Regions from separate parts of the Zea mays genome. Here region 2 is linked to region 1. The links are chromatin contacts, called in public Hi-C maps. All regions are on one chromosome and are shown on one strand. Each heading gives the region's core, a stretch centred on a gene start, on an enhancer-like site or on the middle of the called end of the contact. The rest is flanking DNA. Distances are from core to core; before and after follow the strand shown.

Region 1 (6,938 bases), core at 1,261-3,760:
CTTGTGATGTTGGCAAAAAAATGTTGTCTTGTTTTTTGGTAATAATTGACATGTTGACATAATTACATCAGTTGATGCTGGATATGCTTAATTATTAATGGTTTGATTTTACTGTATGCATGGGAAATATGATGGAATTTCACTCCCATTCAGGCTCAATCAGCAGCAGTTGCAGAGATCTGGCTCTGGGAGGTTGGAACATGGAAAGCTGTTGCCCGCTTGCAATCTCACAGTCTAACAGTGACACAAATGGAGTTCTCTCGTAATAATGCGTTTCTTTTAAGTGTTTCGCGGGATCGCCATTTGTCTATCTTTTCAATCAGGAAAACTGGTAGGCATAATTCTTATGATAATGTAGTTCCTTTGAAATTATTTCATAACATTTGTCTTTTCACTCATGCTGTTTCATTTGTGCTGGAGCTGATATGATATCACTTGTGTAATTCTAGAAGGAGGAGCAGAGCATCGTCTGGTTGCGAAGCTCGAAGCACACAAAAGAATTATATGGGCATGCTCATGGAACCCCTTCGGCTATGAATTTGCAACTGGATCAAGGGACAAGAGTGTCAAGATATGGTGTGTTGAAGATGCATCTTCTGTCAAGCTACTTGCAACATTGCCTCAGTTCCGTGACAGCGTAACTGCATTAGCATGGATGGGCCGTGACCGTGCTTCTAATGCTGGTATCGTCGCTGCTGGCATGGACAACGGATTGATCGAGCTCTGGAGCGTTTCAGGTGGAAGAGCTTCTTCAGGAACCCAGCTCAGCGTGGCATGCGTGCTTCGATTTGACCCTCTCTTGTGTCACGTGTCAACTGTTCACCGATTACGGTGGCGGTGCTCAACCGATGAGAAATCGACACTTGAGCTCGCGTCTTGTGGAGCTGATCACACTGTAAGGGTGTTTGAGGTCTGCGGCAGCATATAGGTTTATGTCCAACCTAGTAAATCAAAACTGTTATGTGCGTGGCAGGTTTTTATTGATATCGGACACCGTTGGGTTGTAAAACTAGTCCTGGTATGAGAATCGAGAAAAGAGTGTTTTCATGAAGCATGTGCTGTCCATATGTAACCCCAGTTTAGTGGTAATAGATTCAGTGTTGCCCTCATTTGAGAAGCTATGAAATTATGGTTATAGATGGTGATGTATTTGCTAAATCACCTATATCCAAAACTCTGTGTATCATCTCAATCTGCAATCAATACAAATTCGAGAAAAAAAATCCACTGTACCGCTTACACTCAAGCAAAGAGTTCTATGCTGTACATTACACACTTTGTTGAACTCTGTTCAGGTTGCTTACGATCTAAGCTACTGACCTACTGTGTGTTGCAGCTAGCCACTAGGACGCAGCAACAACTGAGCAGCCAAGAGATCGACAAAGCTGAAGAACCAACTTCGAATTCACATGAATCAACAATAGGTATGTTCCGCTGTTCTCGGGCCATTTCCATCATCAGTATAAAAAATAGCTAAGATTTTATATATAATAACAAAAGAAAACGAGGGGAATTTTTCTAGAGCCAGTCATTTTGTTGTGCATCTCCGGGCAACAAGAACTCCAGAAGGAGGGGCAGTGAGTTCCAGCTGACAGACCGTGTACATCCAGTACGAGTAGTGGCCGAACCTGAACCTGGCCTCCACTTTGAAGGCGCCTCTGATTGTGTACACCACCCTGTTGCTCCTCACCTGGTCCACCATCTTTACCGCCACCTGGGGCGGCAGCAGGACCCGGCTGGAGAGCAGGTGCATGTTCAGGAGCTGGGACTGGCCTCGCCGCTGCGCGAACGGAGGCAGCGCCTGCACGGCCATGGGCCTGTCCTGGAAGAAGAGCTCGACAGTGGCGGACCGGAACACCAAGTCGATCTCCCTGTTGGGGTTGGAGATGTTGGCAACGAGCGTCATGTCGTTGTTGAAGTAGGGGGCCGGCGAGTCCACGTAGACGCTGTTGAGGATGGCGTTAGCGGCGTCGAAGGACGGCGGCCTCGGCTTCACCGCCAGGAAGACGACCAGGGTGACGACGCCTGCGACGATGAGGAGGATGCTGAAGGCGAAGCAAGCGATGGCCGCGCACCACATCGCCGGCGAGGTCCGCTGGCGCGGTTGCAGGATTACCTTGGAAGGCGCCCGCGCTGGCTGCCGGGGCGCCTGTGGCTGCCTGGTTATCGTGGGTGGATCCACCGGCTGCGACCGTGGCAGCACCGGTGTCTGCTCGGTCACCTCGGACTGATCCACCGGCGGCGGCGGCAGCTGTGGCAGGGCCGGTGGCAGCTGCTTCATGCTCATTACCTTGGTTATGATGGTTCTTGGTGATTGGAGGTGGTAGGGAGCGCCCATTTCGGCAACGCCACAGCTACCAAGTTCAACAAGGCAAAGAAGCTCAAGAGTGCAGAGAGGCCTATTGGGGGAAAGCAAGCTAGAGAAGAGCAGCAACAACAACAGCAACGAGAGGCAGCCAGGGAATGGACAATGGAGTGGTGGAGTTAAAAGGAGTCTGATCGATTGAGCCTAGTGGTGGTGTACCTCCTTCCAAAATACGTAAAGAGAGAGAGGCTTCGAGCGTGGGGCCACTGTCTCGTGTTCCTCCACTGAAAAAAATAGAGCTGCTTCCAGCAAAGGTGTGGGGTGGGACAGCGTTGCCGGCTGCCAGCAATTGATTTGTTATCTTAGAAAAGCATATTTCTTAAGGTGGACAAAGGTAAAGCTTGGGTTATTCTTGGCACTAACAAATAGTAGTACTAATCTGATGCTCGGTGTTTCATGATTGTCGCTTGGAATGTGCTGTTCCCTACCAACACATGCATGCCCAGTTGAAGCAGTGGGTCGTCTGCCCATGCTTTCGTCGTGCAGTTTTTAAGATTGGCCAAGCAGATTTTAAGATTGGCCAAAGGTGAAGAAGAATCAAGCAATAAAATGTGTTACAATCGTTGATCTTCCTGTTGACGAAGCAGAGGCGAGGTGAGATGAGAAGCAGAGAAGGAAGGGACAAGTTGCCGCTTAGCCATGGAAAGAAAGAAAGAAAGAAAGAAAGAAAGGCGCTCCTGGACCAGTTCCGTTTCGTCTCGAATCGAAATAAAGGGCAGCAGCTATGGGGGGTTAATTCATGACTAAGGAACCCAGATGTGCTGACACAAAGACCGGCCTCCTGGGGGGGACATCCATCCATGGCTTTTCTTTGGTGCAGTGCCGTAGTGCCCCTGCTTTTGTCTGCGACGTCGTCGAAAGCAGATGCCGCACTGCGCGGCTTTACATGGGTATCTTCGCCTCCTTTCGTGGCAATTAATCTTTTGTACCCAGCGCAAAAAAATTGATGAATATAACATTAACTTGCATCACTCAGTGATTAACATATTACAAATAACGTAAACATAGACAAAAATAACACCACTGTACTTGTTGCTCCTGATACGTCGGCCCAAGCAATCAAGACCAAGTGACACGGCCCAAGCAATCAAGAACATGTCCCATTCAACAATCGGATGAAGGTATTACTGTAATATGTCCATTCAACAAAGGCTAGGACCTAAAGTATGTTCGTAACTTTGGTTATTTTAATTATTTTGGATTTTTTTTGTAAAGCTAATAAAAGCTCTACAACTTAGAGCTGAAATCACGTCAAATCGAGGACATCCAAAATTATGAGATAATACCAATTCATCCACCTTACGGAGAAAAAAAAAGAATTTTAACTATTATATAATTTTTTTAAAAATAGTCTATTTTTTTTTCTATAGCTCGCTTTTATTCTCTCGGTTCTCACTATGTGTTAGTCTCATGGGCTTGCGATCCTCCCACTAAGAGCCATGTATTCGTCGGTCAGCCAATGTTGTGCTTAGACAACTTGTGAGATTGCCTTAAAAAGATGCTTTTTGAGATTGCGGATCATTGAAGTCTAAAAGAACACTCGTCTCAATATGTAGTTTCGTGTAGTGTCTATATCTTTCCAGAAGGGCAAACGAAGTAAGGATTCATGATCCATGAAATTCTCATCTCGTTTGGTTATATACCATCACAATTGTATGAGGTGGTTCATGCATTTAATCCCCCACATCCTACAACACTTTAAATACCACCCACTACACAATTGTACCGAAACCAGTTTCATGAGATATCAACAGTTTCATAGTTTCATTAGATATTGGAGACAAACAAATAATGATATTATTGTCGCAAAAAATCGACTGATAGTCAAACAACAACGATTAGTCAGAAGGAGTCGGAGGGCTGCTACCGCTCACAAGCTCTATCTTATCCAACTATCTCACGTCGGTGCTCACGTACCGTGATACAACCATCTTCACCTTCGAGTCCGTTGAATAGGGTTATGAGGGCATTAATGTTGTGATTCAGATTAACCTAGCTTTTAATTAGCTTTCGGCCAAGATCTACTAGCTGAATGGTTCACCCCATCGATGACGGTGTCGATCGCTTACAAGGAAGATATAGCGTGTTACGATCGCCCGTTTGTAGGCGAGGTACTATGTGGTTACGATGGTCGTGATGCATCCTACTGCCATGGAGGTCATGGTCAAGCCTAACCATGTCATGGAGATTAGGCCAAGCATACAGCGTTGATTGTCACACCCCATGTGTTCGTCGCGAACTAAGCAGCGAGTGTGGAACTAATCAAGGTATGTCAAGTGAGGATCATGATCTCTATATCACATCCATCTGTGTCCATCTAGACTATTAAAATAGTTTCACGAAGTTTGAAATTAAATAGTCACATGAAATGACAAGTTCTATGCCAGCCTGTTTGAATTACTTGATAAAGTGAATGCAAATTTGGAAATTCAAACAAGTCTTGCAATCTTGCCCAAACAAATTTATATAAACTCTACCACAAAAGTAATTAATGGTAGGACTAGGCAAAATAAACTGAACCGAAATAACTAGAACCAAAACGATCTAACTGAAACCGGATTAATCAATAGCCAATTCGACTTAATCAAACACTGTCTATAATAACATAGCCCAATCGAGATTTAGGCCTGACCCAATTTGATTTTTCTCCAAACTCTAGAACCCTATATAAGCTAACAAATGAAAAAAGAGAGGAGAACCCTTCTCTCCCAAGCCGGTCTCCTCTCCTCCCTCATGCTCGTCTCCCACCTCATCTCTACCGACGCGTGCCTCCACTAGTACCCAACCTCGCATCCTCCAAAACGGCAAACAAAAGAATGATGCATAATCCCATGAACTTCTTGTCTCGTTTGTTTATATATCATCACAATTGTGTGAGGTGGTTCATGCATTTAATTCCCCCACATCATACAACACATTAAATAGCACTCACTACACAATTATACTGAAACCAATTTCATAGTTTCATGAGATTGGCCCCAGCGTGCATCGTCTCTCCCAACCACCTCGCTCACGATCCCCCACGCTCGCGATCTGCCCGCCCCCGCTCGTGTCCCCCTCGCATCTACCCCACTCGTATCAATTGTGTACTTTTCGAGATTGGAACCGTCCTTGATAGATTTCATCTCCATCCTAGTGAAGACCTTGGTAACCTACGACAACGACTCACGCTTAGATGAGAAGAGCAGGCACACCTGTTTTGGGTTCACATAGGTCGCCATGAGAAACTTTCTGATCATGAATAACGACAGTTTTGTTGTACCAAGTGCCTCGATGCGCTCATGCAACACGTCAGTGATGGCAGGGACCAGATGACATGGTTGTTTCCATGACCAGTTAACGACGCTACTATTTTTCTCTTTCTTCTTATTAGCTGTCGCTGTGTCGGCCCTTGCGCTATTGGTAGCACTATTTTTCTAGGTCGAAGAGGGCCAGCAGGGCGATGAACTACCATGGACCGCCAAAGCTTATGAGAATGGAAAAGCTTTATCCTTTTCAACTTTATTTGTTTTGGCATCAATCACCAAAAAGGGGGAAATTGTAAGTGCAATCAACCTCAAATTGAGGGTTTTAGTGATTACATGACAAAACGAATAAAGTTTGTAACGAGTTTGCTCCTAGTGTATTTTAAGTTATTACAAATATAGGAGTATCAACTCTAATACTATGTGAAAACGGAATGCATCGAAAGCATCATATGGCACTTGATGTGATTCCATGCGATGATCATGTAAATTTCATATTTCTTGTGTCATAGGATTCTTCGTCGGCTTAAGAGATTTTTCGCCAAGGTAAATGTGTTTGCAAAGCTCAAGTTTCAAAAATTCAAAAGCTATTTCAAAAATCAAATTCTTTGGATGCTCTATGAGTTCTACTGGAGTGAGGTTTTGGGGGTTAGAGAACCTCTCTGCTCAAAAGCAGTTGAACCCGCCCTTAGGGGTAGTTTAACCTATTTTGAGCAGAGGAACTCTCAGCTCAAGACCGGTTGAACTGCCCCCCGTGCGTTCAACCAGGATTTTCTCCTCAGACCTCTCTGGTCAAAATCGGCTAAACCGGCCCTAGGGGCACTTTAATCGGTGTCAGGGTCAGCTAGTCGTTCTGACCTCTTTATGTCAGTCTGTAGGGATGTAATCAGCTCGAATACAGACGAATATCACTGAAACCATATTTGATTATATATTTTTATTCGGATTCGAATATGGATAACTTCGGATACGAATACGAATACAATGTTCTTAGATACAAATATGGGTAGTTGTGTGTCGAATACAGAACTAGTTGGACACGAATATTGTCAGTGACAATTTTTTCCAGATACTGTGTAAGACATTATTCTACACATATCATGGTTGTAATCATTTATCCACTCCTTAAGTCCAAACATTTTTAGCATTATATGTGTACATATGTCGCATTTTTTTGTAAAAATTCATGAATTTTTAGGGTATGTGCGTATTATTAATTTATTTTACATAAAATCATCAAAATGCAAATAGGTTACCAATACTAATAAACATTCTATAAAAATATAACCCCAAGTCTCCACATGAAAATGATAAATTAAAGTATTGAT
Region 2 (6,938 bases), core at 2,845-5,344, 340 kb after region 1:
TTCGAAGCTGAAATTGGTGTGCAGGGAGGTGTCGAGCAGATACATGTCTCAGATGAAGAATACAAAAGACTGCTAAGAAGGGTGAAGAGACCACGAAGGCCAAGATCAAAGACATGACATGAAGTCGAGGTATGTTCGAAGCTGAACTTGGCGTGCCTGGAGGTGCCGAGCAGATAATGTCTCAGCTGAAGAATAAAAAGACTACCAAGAAGGGTGAAGAGACCACAGTGACCATGATCAAAGACATAACATGCAGTCCCAAAACAAAAATGGTAATTTGACATCACCTTTTAATCTACTCAAACTGACCTTTGGTTTTTGTTACAATATCAAACAGTTTAAAGCTATCAAAATGATAATTTGACATCACCTTTTAATCTGTTTGAACTCGCCTATTATTTTTTTATAATATCGAGAAGTTTAAAGCTGTCGAAATGGTATGATATGTTATAAGAATAATGCTAAAAACACATATCCTTTCAATTTAAGCGGTATCTTGTGAGATGAAGTCTTTTTGTTTTGCTTGCTTTTACCAAATTTGATTTGGCATCCGCTTTCTAGATAACAAACGAGCTTCCGTGGACATACTTCTCAAGGCATCTGTGTTCTTGGAGTGTGCTATGGAGTTGCAAAAAGTCTGTAAGGCTGTAACACTCATACAAGAGACCCTTTGAGAGAACAAACACTCATATTTTATCGAATATTTTGTACGCCGTTGCAACGCACGAGCACATTCCTAGTATTTCACCTAATTCTATTGGTTATTTATATGCAACATTTAAGTCACATGTTATCCTATGAAATTGTATCACAAAACTCTCTATTGAGAAAACATATTTTTATTAATTTATTCTTTATTTTATCTTATTTTTATTGATGTGACAACATTAGAAATGGTGTGATGAAACTACCCTGAGAATAACCTTACCATGACATCCGGCCGCCAGGAGCAAGGCGGTTCTGAGGAGCAATTCTCATATTAGCGTCACGACTCACGAGGTCTGAATTGTCAAACTCTATTACCAATAGAGTCAATCAATGGTTCAGAACGCAAGTGATGTCATTTTCATCTACCCTGCAAGGCCCAAGGCTATTTATTATGAACAGATCAGGCACGGTGGGAGCTTATTCCTCGACCAAACCAAAGTTTCCAAGGCGGTTGGTTTCTGCTACGATGACACATGTGGGTCTGATCAACTTTGAACTCGGCCTCCTCGAACAACTTGTGGACGAAATTAGTAGGATACTGAGGTGGCCATCTGATGATTTAGTTAGAAAGACTGGTGGTGTAGGTATTCTGAGTTATAAATTATTCAGTTACTGGATGTCATTTCAGATTCAATTTCATGAATCATAGTGTGCCAAAAATTCAAGAGACTGCGAGTGTAGTACATTACCAAATATATAAAATAAAATTATTAAGAAAAGAATCTCACAGTATTATTATTAAAAATTTAAAAGTATATATCAAGAAAAAAATTCCACATCATCCGTGCTGCAAGAGAACATTTCAGATACAAGTTCTACATGGAAGTCCTGACAGTCTCGGGCTTGGAAGATATGGAAGCAAAGGAATGTGGTCATTTTCAGAGATTATGTCCCTTTTTATTGGAGTTGTTTCAACGACACGTCGAAACTTCAGTTTCTTAGAATGGTTCCGAAGTTTTTAGATCGGAGCAGGGCCTCACCTGAGGGGGCGGCTGCATCGGGCCCTCAAAAACAGAGGACCCTTAGTCACAGCATTTTTTCTTGTTAAATCTATATATTCTAGACATAAATACGCAAAGAGGAATACGCTATCGACTAGTCTCGTTTAGATTGTTAAACTAATGTCTCAATTACTTATCGAATACTCCATCTGTTTCAAAATAATATTTGTTTTCGTTCTTGATTTTTATGTTTATATTCAACTAGATGATGATTAATCCACTAAAGAAGCAAAACGAATTCTTTTGAAATAGAGAGTATTATTTCTATACAAATGATGGTTGCATCGACAGAGAGAAGCTTTCTAAAATTGAAATATTTTTGTGAACTATTTATGGTCAACAATAACTCAAGAGGGGTTAAATGGCTTGACGATTCTATATATCGAAAAAAGTTGTTGGATGAGATTGATCTCAATGATATAAGCGATGACTTTGTATCACAAAATGTTAGAAGATATTTTTAATGATATCAGATAACAAGTAAATATTTTTGGTTATATTTTATTTTTATTATCTTATAATCTTTAAAACAGTGCATAATAAATTTTATACGTCAAATATTTGATAATATATGTATAATTATATATTTTTGTGTGTGGATGTGGCCTCTATATCGGATTTTGTACTGGCCCCTAAAAAGTCAAGAACGGCCCTAGATTAGAGGTCTCTCTTTGGCTTGATTCTTTGTAGCTGGCTAGCTGCTCTGTCTTCTCCCTTTTCTTTCCTTTTTTTCTCCTTTTGCATGTCTAATGCTTGTCCTCTAGTCTTTGTGTTTTCCTGCGGTTTCTTTATAGTTTATAGCCTTCTACGCTCTCAGTCTGTCACTATGGGGTCTCAATCTCATGGGCTTGCAATCACTTTCACTAGAAGGCTTGTATTCGTTGGTCAGCCAATGCTGGTGAGATTGTCTCATACAAATCAAGGTGCTGGTGAGATTGTGGATAAGTCCAAACAACTAATATGCAGTTTTGTGTATAATATGTGTGTCCTCCTAGAAGGGTAAAGAAAGCACAGATACATGATCCATCATTCCACTTATGTGATGTGGTTCATGCATTCATGCATTCTATCCTCACAAATCACAATATACTGCTCTTTAAATATCACTCACTGTTCATTACAACATTCCCTCCTACTTAAATACTCCTAAATGCAATGGCAACTCATGTTCATCCCCTCCCACCCAAATATTTGTATCTGCACTGAAATACTCTTATATACCATGACAATTCATATTCATCACCTCCCAATAAAATAAATGTATCTACAACCAGTTTTATAACTTGATAAGATATTGGAGACAAACAAATCATACCACTGTTGTATTAGATAATCGGATCAATTGTCCGTCCGTACGTAAGAAGGGTGGAGATGTAATAAGAGTGGACATAGCGTTGCTAATATGATCGTTTGTAGCTTGCGGTCACCACCTATGTTCTTGACTTCTCCGACTTCGTTGTCAACCGCTATCCATGCTCAGATGTCGAGTCCGTGAACTTATTCAAGACCTAGAGGCTTCAACACCTTTGCAGACTTCACGGTCAAGCTCACCATCGTGCTGACTATGATTAGTGATTTATGAATTCTAAATTTAAAATATATGATATACATAGTGATAAAATTTAATTTATTTTTATCTCTATATATAGCACGTTTGACACTCTTAGAAAAGATGAATAAAATATTGTCAAATTTATAGTTGTTAACTTTAGGGTTGTATTACATTTTTTTCGAAATCCTTTGTTGTTGCTCCAAAATATCTTAAAACCAAATTAGATGTGCAGTCGTGAATAATTTAGCCAACACTGTTATTGGTTGTAAGAATAAAGTTTCATCTTCGTCACAAGACTATGTGAGTGCAAATATTTCTCACTCTTAACCTAGCCACCGTTAGGAGCCTTAGGACTCACGATGCGTCGTCGTGACTTCGATCGCCGACGGCAGCTTCCTGCCGCTAACAAGATTCATATCATCATCCGTGTCTGATCTCACGCCCCTCCATTCACCTACCTTTTCCACAACCCTGCAGTGAAATGCAGGCCCAAAAAGCGATGTGACTTTTCTTTTTTATTTGTACGATTGCTTTCTTCTTTGGTGTCGGTTATTCTTGTTAGTTAACATACGTGTCTAACTATTATAATAGATAGTTAGTGATACATGTTAGAGGATAAGATAACCGGTGTCAAATAAGAAAGCAGCCGTGTCAAATAGAAGAAGACACGTCGCTTGTTGGGCGTGTAACAGGTGAATGGAGGACCGTGAGATCAGAAACCGATGAGGATGCTGCTATGACTGTTTTCTGCCGTCATTGCCGTGAAATCAGAATCCAAACAGGGACCCCGACGCGACCCGCGTGTGCTTCCGTTCCAGCTTTCCTTCCCCAACAGCTCGACTTCCTCCGCAAGCCGCCGTGCCAGTCGCCGCCGGCCGCGATGGGTAGCAGGGTGGCAGCGGCGCTGATCCGGCGGGGCAGGTACCTGGCATCCTCCCTGCTGACGCCTCGTCTGCCGAGAAGCGCCCTCGCTCCGGCTCCACCGCATAGGGTTGGATCTGCCTCCTCCTCTTGCGGCGGCGGCGGCGGCGGAAGCTGCCTCCTCCCGCCAAGGTCTGGGCCAGCGGGGGCCTTCTCTTACGCTTCCCGGTTCGGCAACTTCCACGCCTTCCGATCCCTCGCTCCCAAGGTCAGCGAGCCTCTCTGCTCTTCTCGCGTCTCCCTCTTGAGTGAGTAAATGTTGAATGTCCTCATTTTCGAGGAATTGCTTGCTGGACCTTCTGTAATTCGACCGCTTTCGACGGGAATGGCTCGGGGCAGTCACTGTTATTTGTAGGGTGCGTCCCTTTTTTCTTTTCGACTAACATAGAACCATCTTGGGATGACAGGTTTGTCTGATTGATATAGCGAATTAGCTACATTGAGTCTTGGCTGCACATGTCTTCCGGGTTTTTAGATAGGATAGAATAGCGAGCAGGACCAATCTCTGCACGGCCGAACTGTTAAATAGAAAACTATGCTTCAGTCGCAGAAATTACTACAAAAATGTTTTTTTTTGCATATGTGAAATTCACACTTCACAGTCCATTTATTAAACTTTTTAGAAGTCGTGGTATGCATTGCAATATACCATTCATTACTTCACCTTGGCGTGCTGAATGGAATTCTCAAACTTACAGCTGATTCATACGCTTGTTCCATTTTAGGCCATGTTTGGCCAATGCACAAGGAGAATGTCAACTACGGCGACAGCACTGAACTCAACTGTGGCCAGTGGAGCAGCAAATTCAGGATTCAAGCTGCTTGTTACAAAAGGGGCTCATGTGCAGAAGGCGGTCGGGATATGGCTCTTTGGTTGTGCTGCCTGGGTGTTCAGCTTGGTCATACTGGGAGGGATTACTCGGCTCACACGTTCTGGGCTGTCAATGACTGACTGGAAGTTCACAGGGGAAATACCTCCAATGACAGACGAAGCATGGCAGCTGGAATTTGAGAAATACAAGCAGTCACCTGAGTACAAAAGGCAAGGCTGCAACCGCTGACATTTATTCATACGTTACCTTACGTTTGTCTGCTATTTTTTATGGTCACCAGTGTAACTAGGTAATGGCCTTATGTTAGTAAACTTTAGCTCCCATGTGCACCAAACCAGAAATCCCCATAGTTCTCACATGTGTAACCTTGACACACATTATCAGTATTTTTTTTGAAAGTTTAGAACATTGTAATAAACAACAGTATGCAAGATCAAAGGAAAAAAAAAAGGAAGAATACTGTTTTGTGCTACCTTATGTTCCAAATTATAGTTCAAGTTAGCTTTGTCCTAAGTCAAACTTCTCTAATTGTTGACCAAGTTAGTAGAAAAATACACCAACATCTACAACGTCAAACTAGTTTCTTTATATTTTCCATGAAATGTGTTTTGACGATGTTATATATTTTTTCTAAAAAACCCGTTCAAAGTTAGAGAAGTATGCCTTAGGACAAAACTAAAGTGAACTATACTTTTTTTGGGGAGGGGGGGGGGTAGCAATTGATATGAATTTGATAGCAACATAGAATATGTAGTTCACATGGACTCTCAACAACTTTGAGTACTTTCCTTTAAACAGATAAATGTTAATCCCCTGGTGTTTCTCTGTGTTTGTTCTTATAAGTTTCCATCCTTAAGAGATACTGCTTTGAATGCCATATTTCTGCTAATGCAATTGCAGCATTCTACAAACATATCTAGGGTGAACAAAGGAATGAGCCTTGAAGATTTCAAATTTATATACTGGATGGAGTATGCACACAGAATGTGGGGAAGAGCTTTGGGCTTTGTATTTGCGGGTCCTTTTGCATACTTCATTGCAAGAGGTTATGTTACTCGCCAACTGGGGATCAGGCTGTCGGCTCTTTTTGCACTTGGTGGTGCGCAAGGACTCATTGGCTGGTGGATGGTGAAGAGCGGTCTTGAGGTATTTATTAGACAATGTTTTTCATGTTTAACTACTTTGAGGCTTGGAACTTCACTATTTTCTTTTCACCTCAGGAACCAACATCTGAGTATGTTCAACCAAGGGTTAGCCCTTACAGGCTGGCAACTCACCTGACATCTGCATTTATTATATACTGTGGCATATTGTGGACTGCTTTGTCAGTAGTGATGCCTGATCCTCCAACCGGATCAATGAGTTGGGTAAACGGTGCAGCAAAAATCAGGAAGTTGGCAATTCCTGTCAGTGCTGTTGTAGGCATTACTGCAATATCTGGAGCATTTGTTGCGGGCAATGATGCGGTACATATTACATTCTCTGCGTGTGTTTCGTAGTTTCTGCCTTGAAGCTGCGTTTACGTTCTCTCTCTCATCTAATTATTTATTACTGTTATGACAAGGGACATGCATACAATTCATTCCCGAAGATGGGTGACAGTTGGATTCCTGAAGATGTATTTAGTATGGAGCCTTTCGTTCGCAACTTTTTTGAGAACACATCTACAGTACAGGTACGTTTGTCTTGCAATGTTAAGTTTACGGATCTGTTCGTGTTCTCATACAAGGGAGTTCAGCTCCACATGTTGTCTGGAATATCTTATCTGAGAGATTGCAGTCACTCTCTTTGCTTCTTGTTCCTCCGTCCCAAATTATATGTTCCTCTGTCCCAAATCATATGCCTTGGTAGATTAATAAGCTCTTCTCGTTCTTGCAGCTCAATCATCGAATTCTTGCCGCAACAACATTACTCTCTGTGGGT

The links. Hi-C and Micro-C count contacts between places; a contact is called where the count stands out from the background.
Region 2: a contact with region 1 is called in a Hi-C map of tassel, with 3 times the contacts expected there. The contact joins the promoter of LOC100192499 here to the promoter of LOC100282287 in region 1. A contact is called at or near these places in 6 of 25 Hi-C or Micro-C datasets (bundle sheath, ear, leaf and 1 more).

Annotation. Positions count from the first base shown.
Region 1 is chr1:187,537,297-187,544,234 of Zm-B73-REFERENCE-NAM-5.0, forward strand. LOC100282287 (harpin-induced protein) reads right to left here and starts at 2,511. Exons shown (of 1, transcript NM_001155199.2): 1 at 1,212-2,511. The coding sequence starts at 2,338. The coding sequence ends at 1,529. It overlaps LOC103641463 (Elongator complex protein 2), which reads left to right. Exons shown (of 10, transcript NM_001348926.1): 9 at 154-331; 10 at 450-1,049. The coding sequence ends at 928.
Region 2 is chr1:187,879,868-187,886,805 of Zm-B73-REFERENCE-NAM-5.0, forward strand. LOC100192499 reads left to right here and starts at 4,095. Exons shown (of 7, transcript NM_001137719.1): 1 at 4,095-4,390; 2 at 4,908-5,224; 3 at 5,936-6,161; 4 at 6,236-6,481; 5 at 6,580-6,690; 6 at 6,894-6,938. The coding sequence starts at 4,142.